3 separate regions of the Ovis aries genome follow, and regions 1 and 3 are each linked to region 2. The links are chromatin contacts, called in public Hi-C maps. All regions are on one chromosome and are shown on one strand. The core of a region is the stretch at or near the end of the contact, and the rest is flanking DNA. Distances in the headings are between cores, read along the strand shown.

Region 1 (4,284 bases), core at 962-3,461, 320 kb before region 2:
TTGTTTTCTTAAAGTGCTAATTACAATTTAACTTAAATTTATTTAACTGTACATAAGAATAAAGAAATTATCAAAATGAGATTTAATTTCCCTTTGAAGACACAGGCCACCCAATCCATGGGTTTTTTTAATTATCAAAAAATTGAAGGGTAAGCGGATTCATTTTCAGGAGCATTATACATATTCATTCCTTGGATGTTCACTCCTAGCATAATGAAGACCCATTCACTGTTCCAGCCATGACCTTTGCCCTGAAGAAGCTTCTAGAATCCTGTGAGGCTGCATTAGCCATCAAGTCACAGGTGAGCACTCCGGCATCAACCTGTGCAGAGGGCTTCATCTGAATGTTGCGCACACACTGCCACGGTCAATTAACTTAGTGCTGATGGAAGGGTTTTGCCTTTTATTCTAACCGAAGCGTTTTCTTTCATTAAAAAGAAGGGCCTAGTACACTCAATTCACTTTCCCAGGACTAATGAAAGAACACCCATCAAATAAAAGGGTCTCTAAATGTTCAACTCCAGGTTATTGACCTCAAATGCCTAAGAATGCTTCGTTGAAGAGGTCAGGAGCAGTGCTAGGAAGCACAGAGAAGGATGAGAAGATCCTGCCCAGAGAGAAAGCACAGCCTCCTCCACTTCACGTGCCCTGGTCCTCTGAGCATGGCACATTTGCTGGGGCGCTGTAGGAAAATCACTGGTCTCTGTGTACGGTAAGCTACAAAGCCTTCCATGGGAAACAAGTTTCCATCATCCCTCTCCTTCATAGGAGGTAACCTTGAACGATACAAGAAACCCAGATGTTTTGAAGTCTAACAAGCTGAACTTTAAATTCCATATTTGTATATACAAGCTGTAGAATTTGGACAAGCTTCCTCTCCTTTCAAAGCCTCAGTTTCAACCTCTCTGCTATAAAATTCGTAACAGCGACTTCATGGCGTTGCCAAGAGACTGCAAACGAAACAAGGACGCTGACTGCCCGGTTATGCGCAAGCTTCGGAGTAGGCACACTTTCAAAAATCTGTTGGTTCCCACCACTTCCCCCATGACAAAGAAGATCACGGGGAAGCATAAGCCCTCGGGCACCTGGTGGGAAATGAGGAACTGAAAGGCATGGAGGGAGCGTAAGAGGAAATGGAGAGGGTGACGCGGCCCATCTCGGCCAGCACCACCCCCATCCCCTCCCGTTTCACCAGGCCCGGCCCGGTCTCACGTGGAAACGAGGGATAAGATATCAGCGTATCAGACAGAAAGTACAAATTCACTGCATCTGACTCAGAAGCTGGACAAAGCTGCCCAGAGCAGATAATAAGTATAATCATCCTGATCTAATCCAGAAACCTCCGGCTTCAATCGCTCCAGGCTGAGAGGTTCTCTTGCGGTTGGAAGGAAACCCACTCTGGGCAACATGTGACTGTTGCTAATCTTTTTCTAATCTTCGTGTCAGACGTGATCTTTTCATGAGTGAGGTTTTGGGGGTATTGCTGTATTTCTGAAGATGTCTTATGAAAGGAGGTCTCTTCTAGCCCTTGGAAAAACAAATATTTAGCAAAAACTGGTCAGTTTTAGAGTTAGTTCCTCTTCATCCTCAACGTCTGAGCTCTTTCTATAAATATTTGTTGATCTGTAATTGGTCAACAAATATTTATTAAACCCTGAGAATATTTGCTGTGTCAGACACTGTGAGACAGAGAAGAAGTGGAGGGTGTGGATTTCACTCTCAAGGAACTTGTAACCAGCTCAGGCACAGGAGACCTACTCCCACCCTACCCCACCCCCAAGTGACAACTGGCCAATGGGACAAAACAAAAATATCTCTCCTCAAGTGACAGCATGCAAGAGTGCCTCCTGCCCCAGAGAGTTGTCATGAAGCTCAAATATAGTGATGTGTAGGAAGTACCTGAGGAACGTGTGTGTTTAACAAATTAATTTTTCCCTCCCCCTAGAAGAAAATCTAGGAAAGAAAATATGTCAAAGGCAAGGCAACAGAGTGTCACAAAGAGGAGGTCATCAACAGCAAATGCTGCTGAGATATTCTGACAAAAAGGAAGTCACAACTGACCTTTTGGAGAACTGTTTTAGGAGTGTGATGAAGATCAAAGTCGGTTAACTGCAAGCAGTTAGGAAATGAAGGCATATCTCAAAAGTGTAGCCAATAGCCATAAACAACACCTTTGAGAGATTTGGGTGGGAAAAGGAAGAGAGAAAACCATAGGATCTAGTGATGGGCGTTCTGTTTCTTTTTTACAACACAAAGTTCTGTTCAAAAGATTTCGCCACGAAAGGGGGAAAAAAATTTAAAAATTCTAGAATCTCCCACAGCCCTAATATGAAGCCAGCAAGACAACCCCATGGCCTTGTGCCTCCAAGGAACTCAAAGCCAGGTAGATCACTTTCTTTTTCTTTTTTCCTTTTTAATCAAAAGATTCTGAAATAAACATAGCATTTCCAAAATTTTTTTCCAAAAAATAAATAACCTTGTCTCTTCCACTAGCGTTCTACACAGCAAAGCAAAAGAAGACAGAGGTTGGGGATTCCTTGAGGTTAGGACTCCATGAGCTTTCACTGCCAAGGACACAGGTTCGATCTCCAGTTGGGGAACTGAAATCTTACAAATTGTGTAGCCAAAAAAAAGATGATAGAGGTTAATTAAATTTAACTTTAAGAAAGTTACAGAAATTTTGTCTAGGATCTTGTATCTCTGTTAAAGTTATTAAGAGTTAGTTTATACTTTGTAATAAGCATTGACATGTTATATTGGCTTTTTATATTGCTCATATCACTGAGTCAATATTATAGGAAAAATAAGGTTGTTCATGGCAAAACTTTTGCCCTCTGGAGACTTCAATTCAATAAAGACAACAGAAAATATACAAGTAACTCATGTGAAAAAGGACACTGTGACCAGTTTAATAAAGGGCTAACAATATTTGGAGGAGAAAGGAGAAAAAAGTGAAAGTTGGGCTGGGAGAGCTGAGTTTTCTTGGAAGAAAGATGGATTTAAGTTAGATTTTTAAAGAAAGCATAGGAATGTGAGAGTGGATTTGACAGGGACAAAGAAGAAAGAGGAGGAGGTGCAATTCCACTGGATTCCAGGCAAGATGAAGGAATGAACAAAACCAAAAATAGCTATAAACAAAAGACCATACGAAACAGCCTAAAGAGTCAGGCAAAATATCCACTGTACCAGAATGAACCTGACTAAATTCAAGCCTTTAGATGGAAGATCCATACCTCCAGGTCCAATTCATTATTTTGTTATTACTCATGGTACTATTTCCTAACCTCAGTCTTTCAGCTCTAGGGTCTATTTTTTTCCCATTGTACTCCTACAGCAGAAAGAGGAAATAACTCATCCAGCAGTGGGGATTTCTTAGTAGGGTTTTGAAGAGAGATGCTGAGGGTGGCTGACTCTGCCAAAATGTTTCCTTTTTCTCTTGCTGTTCGTCAGATATTACTGTTGAGCAACCCTGGTGAGTGTCATCAACATGCAATCTCAACTGATTTATCTTCCTTCACTCACTCAAACTCAGCCCTTTGCCTCTTTTTTTTTTTTCCCTAGCTCATTTAGAGTTTCACAACCTCTTACCTTTAACTGCTGAGTAAGTGCAAAACATTTGTGTGTCTGGCATCAGATATGACAATCTCCAAGAAAAAGGATTCACGGTCACAGAGATAGCCAAGGCTACCTATTATGCCTTAATATTTTGCTTTGCCATTATTTCATTTTAAAAGTTCATTTCTATTTTTCTCAGAGAGTCAGTTTCCAAATAACAAATTTCCATGGCTGCCTTTTCCTCCATGTCCCTTCCTTTTGAAATGTGCATGACTGCAGAAACCTTATGAGTGCCACAGAGCTCCTACTATCAGTTTCTGCTGAGACCCGTAAAAAAAATTCCACACCAATAAACCATTGATGTGGGTATAGGTGATGGAATATTTGGGGCTAATGGAATCCTAAAATGGAATTTCAGTCACACAGATAGAGGAAATTAACTTCATTTGTAGGTCAAAAGTTGATACAAGTGTCCTTGAGGTAGGGACACCGCAGTTCCTGGCTCTCCCCCAGCCAACACAGGACTGGAGTCTTTATAATCTATCCCCAAGTCAACCTGACTTTCCTTGGATGAGCCAAGAAAATTTTGTTTCCTCCTGTCCCCGTTTCTCTCCTCTACCTCCATCTCTACAGGAAGAAAAACGGTTTGGGTTTTGACGGAGGTTTCTGGAGCGGAATTGTAGATCTAATTGTTAAACAAATATATATGGTCTGAGCCTAATGAAAGAG
Region 2 (4,174 bases), core at 1,187-3,686:
TTGTAAGTTGACTTTTCATATAAGGTTTTTTTCTAAACTGTTAGGCTACTTAGTCAATTTTATAATCTTTTCTCCCACATACTTTTTAAGGAAAATGGATCATGCCAAACAATTAAATACCACTTAAATGCCAAAGGAAACTTACTGTGGTAGAATCAAAAGAAAGGATGTCCACAACAGGGGGAGTGGAGGTCTGCAAATCGATTACATCAAGCTTTGGATTAATCTGCATATGTACATTAAAAAGGCTAATATTAGATTTTTATACCATAAGAAATTGGATGTCATTTGTAACAGTCTAGAGGGTATTTCCTAATATATTCTAAAATATATTTGTATATTAGCATGGATAGAAAATTTTTAAATATTAGCCTATCAAATCTATCAGTATATAAGAAAAGATCATTGTGACCAAGTTGAATTTATCCCAGGAATAAAAAGTTGCTTTTACATTTGAAAATCAATGGGATTCACCTAGGAAAGGCTATTAAAAATAAAATAAATGACCCACCTTAAAAGATGCAGAAAAAAATCCTAGCCAGTTCAGTAAGACAAGAAAAGGAAATAAAAGCATTAAGATGTAGGAATTGGAAACAGAAGAAATAAAATTCGTTATTCATATATAATTATCTACAAAGAAATCACAAAAGAATCTACCACTAAATCATTAAAACTAACAAGAGTTTACTAGATCCAAAATTGATATATAAAATCAATGACATGTCTGCATTTTAGTACACAGAAAATGCAAATTTTTAAAAATCATAATTTATAACACTATAAAAATTTAAAAATACATCAGAGAAAAACCAAGATGCATGAGACCTTTATGGAAAAATAAAATTCATGTAAAGATATTAGAGAAGATTATTGAAAGTTATACCATAAACAGCTCAGAAGCAAAGCCCTGTATAAATGGAAAACAAATACAAAATAAAAATGGTGCCACAAATTGGTAGAGGAAGGATGACTTGTACCTGAGAAGCAGGCTCACTAAATAGATCCCTAACACTACATAAAAGATGGACAGCAGATAATTTATAAACCTAAATGGCATGTTAAAACTACAAAGTTAATAGGAGTAAATGTGTAAAAATATCTTTCTGACATGGGGTAGAGAAGGATATCTTAAGCTAAAGCTGCAAAAGTAAAGCCATAAGGCCGAAAAAATTAAAAACGGGTCCATCCTGTTCACACCAATATTAAGCATTTCTGTTTCACAATGGATACCATAAAGTTAACAATCAGATAATGAACAGGAGGAGATGGTATGTTTGGAACTGGAAAAGGACAAATATCTAAAATATATAGGAAAAAACCCCGAAAATAAAAATAAAATATATAGGAAAAACCTACAAATCAATGTGAAAAGAACAGAAGTCCTAAGAAAACATCACAGGAAGCCTAACAGCTATCTAGACTATGAAGAGATTTTCAGAAACATTAGTAGTAATTAGAAAAGGGAAGAGTAAAGCAAAATCCCACTTATTACCTATCAGATTACAAAAGCTAGAAAGCTCAGTGATGTGCTGACTCTGTTCATAGAGCATTTTTTGTGATGGCAAAAACAAGAACCACCATCTTGGAGAAACTAACACTACATTGTAAATCAATTGTCAATACAATAAATAAATTCAAGAAACAAACCACAATCAGAAATCCCCCAGTGTTTATCAACAGTAGAACAGATACATAATCATGGGAATTACTGTCTTAGATTCATTGGAATCTTATATAGCAGTGAAAATGAATGAAATACAACTACGCATAACAACATGTGGAAGCATGAATTCAGAATCCATACAAACAAATCTCAGGATCTTAATGTTAAATAAAAAAGCAGGTTATATAAAAATATACACAGTATGATTCCATTATATAAAGTTTAGAGCTATCCAAAATGAAATAATATCTAATCATTGATTCAAACATATATAGTAAAATTTAAAAGAAAAGCAAGGGAATAATAGAGTGGTGACTACTTTGGAGGAAGATTATTTCAGAATTTGGAAAAAAAAAAAGGAAAGAAACCACAAGGTCACTATTTACACTGAACATTATGAATATAAAGAAGTAAACAAAGGGCAACAAAGATAGCAGAAGTGAAGTGAAGTGAAAGGCACTCAGTCGTGTCTGACTCTTTGCAACCCCATGGACTACACAGTCCATGGACTTCTCCAGGCCAGATTCTTTACCAGCTGAGCTACAAGGGAAGCCCCCTAAAGACAGCAGAGCTTGGTATCAAAAGCTACCAACAGTGAGTGTACTGGCGAACCTCAGGAAGGGACTGTTGACTGAGAAAGGCCTCCCATGGAGCAGAGAGAGCTTAAGATGACTTCTTTAGAGAAGTTACGAAAACAAAAGCAGAGAGGGAGGGCCGGAGATGAGGTTATGAGCCTCCCTGAGCATAGAGGCAGAATGCTGACACAAACTGTTGCACAAGGTGGCCGCCAGAGAGGGTGGCAAGGGTCAGATTGTGTGGGGTGAAGGCTTCTGGGGAGGCACAGAAGAACTGGAGGCCAAAATGCACGTTAGAAAGATTATGCTGGCGGGAACACGTACAGTATACAGAATAAAGTAGGGATATAACAGTGAGAACACTGCAGCAGTCAGGGGCTGTGGGAATAGGGGCTGAACCCGTGGTTAAGAGGCCTGGAATGATTTCAAAAGCAGTATCATGTCTGATCAGTACAGCTGAAGTTTGGAAACACTGTGAAGTGTTTACATTTATCCAGCCACTTGTGTTACAGGCAGAGGGGTACACACCCAACAATCCCTATACTGCAATAAAGAAGGAATCAGAACCATACAAGACCATCTATTTGCCTAGGTTTTTTCTGGCCATTGCACAGACCAGAACGCACAGCCTCCTTCCCGTCAGCTCTGGGTCCAGAGTTGAGGCAAAGATAAGAAACCTGAGGCCGACCTGCTTTCCTTTCAACGGTGAGCTAGCTATCCAGAAAGTGCCTGCAGACACCTTATTTTCTTTTATCTACTGCCACCTAGTGTAGATATGAAATTGTTTACCAATGAAAAATTCAATCTGCTTTTGCCATCTGAAACAAGAACTGCTCCAAAAGATGAAATCATATGGAAACGATCAGCGTCTCTCATAGAGAAATCCTTGAGCTTCTACGAGCTGGGAAATTCTTCCTACAACAATATTTTACTGTATCGTGCTACAAGTTGCTGCCACATTCATTAAGTGAAGCAGGAAAGTCTCACTAAGTAAAAGTTTATAGTCTTCTCCACAAAGAAAATATGCTGAGACAGTGACACTTACAGTTAAGTTCTTTGCAAGCTAATCTCCGTGAATATTAACAGCACCTTCTAGCTCTCCATTTTTATTAAAGGAAATAACGCTTCAATAACTACAGTTGCCTTGAAATGGGAATCAGCTGCCTCATGAGAGGCTGAGTTTTCCATCATCGAACAAGGGATTCATGCATGATGGAGGATTAATACAGGTGCCCTCACAGATTCCATCCCATGCCGAGGTTCTGGACAGCGAGGCGTTCATGAGCTAAAAAATTCTGAAGAGCAAGAAACATGTCCATCCTGTCCACTGTTGCATAATCTAAAGCTACTATGAGGTCCAGTATTTGTTAACAGGATGAAATTAAATCTCGATTCTACTGAAGCACTGTATGAAAATAGTTATAGGTACAGAATGGAACCAGAGTGACTGGTTGCAATTCTCATGTTGCTGCTTGCTAGCTCTAAGGTTTAACTTACATGGACCTCAATTTCTCATGGAATACAAATGGTGCTTCCTTTATAGTTTTTAGGAAGACTGAATGACAGTTTATGTAAGGCAATTAGAATAATGTTGCATGTGTTAGATATTATTATTATTGATAATCTCTAAAGAACATTTTCAGAGGTACAAAACAATACATATACCACACCTAGAACTGAAATACAAAATTGGTAGAGGAGGTCAGTTTTATTAACCATTAATTAATGACACAATGTTTCAACCTTAATAGAAGGTTGAAATAAAAACTCAATCTCAGACTCCAAGTCATAAATTGATCACTTGTAGTTTTCAACTATGAATCACGGCCAGACTACCACATAATATCTTTATATAAATATTTGGTTGAAGTTAAAGGAAGTTTTCCTTCCTGCTCAATATCATATAGAATTTGCTATGCAATGTGGTGATTAAGGT
Region 3 (3,935 bases), core at 1,130-3,629, 450 kb before region 2:
GTAACTTTGCCTGTTCATCTCCCTCATTAGATAATAAGCTCCTTAAGGGCTTTCTGTCCATCTCAGGGTGTGGCATATGGTTAAATATCCGATAATTGCTTTCTAGATGAATGAATAAATCTAGGCTAACATTTTCCCTCATCAGATGAGATCGTTTAGTTGCAGAAAGGTTAAGCAACTTGCTTAAGGCCACCTAGTTAGATTATAGAAGTAGCAATAAAGACTGACAATAAAGACTGTGTTTCCAGATCTCAGCCTAGTAATTACTCTATGCATCCAGCTGCTTTTGTATTGTTACCATTATGTCCTATGGCAAAGCTTCCCTGGGTTTCTCTCTGTATTAGTGGACTTTTACTTTGGGGCTGGGTTTGCCTTTTTAGTGTCAATACCTTGATTTTCCCTGGGGAAAATCATTCATGTATTCTTGGTGTGTGTGTGTTTAGTCACTTCAGTTGTGTCTGACTCTTTGCGACCCTAGGGACTGTAGCCTGCCAGGCTCCTCTGTCTGTGGGATTCTCCAGGCGAGAGTACTGGAGTGGGTTGCCATGCCCTCCTCCAGGGGATCTTCCCGACCCAGGGATTGAACCCGGCCTTCTGTTTCCTGCATTGGCAAGTGGATTCTTTACTACTTGCGCTACCTGGTGCCTGTAGTTAAAATGTGCTTCGCAGGCACCACTAGTGGTAAAGATGTTCTGTGTGGGATTCGGAAGATAGGCATGAAGGCAGCCGTGTCGTTCTGATGTCTGAGCCAGCTGGGGAAGGGGCTGGATACTGCCCCTCACACGTGTACTGTGCTGCTGGGTGACCTGCCTTTGTGTTTGTGAGGTGGCAGCCAGGTTCCCATCAACTCCGCCTTCCCTCAGACTTCCCTGCAGTTTTCCTGACTCGTGGACCACAGGAGTCCCATGTGGACGGGAGGTGATGAGAGGCTGACGGAGGTTCCCATCCGACCGCATAGGTTACGTGCAGGAGTGCCAGTTTGTTCTCGGTCCTTCCCACTTCACATCTAGCTTCCTTATAGCTAGCTCGGAGATCTTCACGCTCCAGGATCTGAGATGAAGACCGCCTTACAGAAACTGGTTAACCAGCCTCTACAATTGCATAGGTCAAATTCTTACAATAGGGCTTCCCTCATGGCTCAGATGGTAAAGAATCCGCCTGCAGTGCAGGAGACCTGGATTCAATTCCTGGGTTGGGAAGATCCCTTAGAGGAGAGCATGGCAACCCTTTCCAGTATTCTTGCCCGGAGAATCCCCATGGACAGTGGAGCCTGTTGGGCTACAGTCCATGGGGTCACAAGGAGTTGGACATGACTGAGTGACTAAGCATAGCACAGTACAATTCCTGTAATAAGCCCTTTAGTGTGATTTTGCACACACACACACACACACACACACACACACATTTTTGATTGATTGAACTCTTCTCACTTTGGACCCAGACTGATACACAGTACCATCCCTGGACTTTTCCATAATGTAAATCAGGACATCTTCTTTCATGTTTAAGTGAGTGTGAATTTCATTCCCATCACTTGCCGTTGAAAGGACTAATATGCAGGATTATCATATTGTGACTAAGCAGCTTGATATCCTGAGGGCAGGGTCTGTGCATTACTCATCCTTAATTTGCCAGCATCCAGCAGGCTGACATGTACATAGTAGGCACTTGGCAAACAGTGACGAATAAATGGACAACAAATGGCTACAGAATAAAAATGTTCTCCTGGGGACCCCGAGTTAAAGCCTCACACAACGTGAATCATGTGGAAGAAGAAAAGCAGGATGCGTGGAAACTCCCAGCCTCTGGATAAAGCTATGAAGATCCTGGGACTGAGGGCAGCTGAGCCCTCCACCTGGCAACTGGGGTCCGGTGGTGGGGAAGGACAACACATGTTAGGCATCTCATGTTCATTACTAGCACAGCAGGTGTCCCGGGGCAGCCAGCGCTCGCACGAAAGTGAGCTTCCTGTCACTCCTGACCAGGATTCGCTACATGTGCAAAGCAGAAGTGGTACAGAAAGCTATTTTTTAACATAGAAAACTTGAAAGTGTATCAGGTTCTGAGAAAAGGAAGCTTCTTAGAAAGATGATTTCATGGTACGAAACCCCATGAATCATCTAAAGAATTTATATCTGAACTAAAACATAAATGCTAGCCATTCTTGGTTCCTGCCTAGAACACTCTAACAGATCTTAAGGAAGTAAGAGGTTCATGGGAACCACAAAGGCAGACATTTCTGAGCAGAAATGTTCTCAATGGTTTGGCTGATATTCAGTATAAGTGAATCAGGTGATGAATCAGCTTATTTCCAAGAACAAATCTTTGCAGAGGAAACACATGACATACACATATTGACTCAAAACGGCAGAAGGGTGTGGTAGGCTGATAATGGCCCCCAAAGATACCCAGATCCTAATCCAGGGAACTGGGAATATTACTCTTATGTGGGAAAAGCACCTTTGTAGAGGTGGTTGAAGTAAGGATCTTGAGATATAAAGGGTGTCCTAGATTATCCTGGGCCAAATGCAACCATAAATCCTTATAAGAGGGAGGAATAAAGGGATTTGACTGTGTTGGAGAAGCTGATGTGAAGAAGCAGAGAGAGATTTAAAGATTCCTTGAGGATGGAATAAAGGACCATGGGCCAAGGAATGCAGTAAGGCAGAGGGTGAAAAGGCAAGGAAAGGGACCCTCTCCAAAGCCTCCAAAAAGAGAACCTTGGCTTCACCCTTAGAAGTCCATTTTGTACTTCTGACCCCCAGAACTGCGAGAGAATAACTGTGTGCTTTTTTAAGCCATCAAGCTGGTGGTCAGCCCGCTCCAGTGTTCTTGCCTGGAGAATTCCAGGGTTGGGGGGGAGCCTGGTGGGCTGCCGTCTATGGGGTCGCACAGAGTCGGACACGACTGAAGCGACTTAGCAGCCGCAAGCGGGTGGTCATTTTACCTTTCTTTAGGTAGCCCCCACTTGGGAATCTTGAGTACAACTCTTTTCCTCCGCTAGGGGGAGCTCAAGCTGTATATCAGTGAGTCATAGCAGACGCAAAAGACCAGTTTGGTTTTCTTGTCTATTTGAGTGAATTAGGAGAGTGGGCTGTGAAGTCAGACATCCTGGATTCAAATCCTAGCTCTGTTTCTACTTCTAGTTATTGGAAAAGTTATTTGTCTTATTTATGCTCCCAATTCCCCATTGTAAAATGGGGATGATAATAGTGACCTGTTAGAAAATTGTGGGAAATCATTGAACAGACACTTCACAACAGAGCGTATCCAAATGGTAAAAAATACAAAAAGAAAACACTGTACCTCATTGCCTCATTGATTATCAGTTCAGCACACAATGAGATACCACTACTTACCCACCAGAAGGGCTAAAATAAAGACTAAGGAGATCAAGTCTTTACAAAGAAGTGAAACAAACTAGGAGTCTCATACATGGCAACTAAGTGTAATACTGTCCTCAGACCAGTCAAGGGGGGCCCACCCTGACCCTGCTCCATCCCGTGGAGTGAGGAGCCCAAGAACATGACCACTCAGAACCTATATCCCCTCCTCCCTGGACAATAGTCTAGACACCCAGGACTCCAGAATTGGGCCTGAATTAGGCCTCTTCCCTAAGCTCATTTTCCAAAGGCAGGCCACACTGCTGGTGTGTGCAAATCTTGATCCAAGAAGTGGCCAAAGGGTGGCTGTGATAACATAGCCTATGCATGTTAGGCTGGTTGGGTGGGAAAGAATGTCAGACTTTGTGCTAACGAATGAGAGATGGCTCTCCTCATGCTGAGTATAATGGGCAAAATCCCTAGAAACAATGGTTTGGCAGGATATGTGTATATATACACACATGTCTAAACAAATATGCTGATTTCTGTTTCTGGGCATATATATACACATATATACATATATAGTTAGACACATACAAATTGTTAGATAGA

What was found. A called contact is a pair of places that touch in the nucleus more often than the background predicts.
Region 1: a contact with region 2 is called in a Hi-C map of mesenteric adipose tissue, with 2.3 times the contacts expected there. The contact joins two enhancer-like sites. A contact is called at or near these places in 2 of 16 Hi-C or Micro-C datasets (mesenteric adipose tissue and skin fibroblasts).
Region 3: a Hi-C map of blood shows a contact between it and region 2, with 8 times the contacts expected there. The contact joins two enhancer-like sites. A contact is called at or near these places in 12 of 16 Hi-C or Micro-C datasets (blood, liver, mesenteric adipose tissue and 5 more).

The regions. Positions count from the first base shown.
Region 1 is chr3:125,500,625-125,504,908 of ARS-UI_Ramb_v3.0, forward strand. All of the region lies in intron 1 of LOC105610274 (a long non-coding RNA gene), which reads right to left. Among named protein-coding and RNA genes, the nearest start is that of TRNAK-UUU, 150 kb to the right of the region's middle. Within about 2 kb of position 2,212, at least 12 of the 54 cell types and tissues checked have an H3K27ac peak or open chromatin away from gene starts, as enhancers often do.
Region 2 is chr3:125,821,190-125,825,363 of ARS-UI_Ramb_v3.0, forward strand. All of the region lies in intron 9 of POC1B (POC1 centriolar protein B), which reads right to left. Among named protein-coding and RNA genes, the nearest start is that of GALNT4, 66 kb to the right of the region's middle. Within about 2 kb of position 2,437, at least 16 of the 54 cell types and tissues checked have an H3K27ac peak or open chromatin away from gene starts, as enhancers often do.
Region 3 is chr3:125,367,707-125,371,641 of ARS-UI_Ramb_v3.0, forward strand. No RefSeq gene overlaps it. Among named protein-coding and RNA genes, the nearest start is that of TRNAK-UUU, 280 kb to the right of the region's middle. Within about 2 kb of position 2,380, at least 5 of the 54 cell types and tissues checked have an H3K27ac peak or open chromatin away from gene starts, as enhancers often do.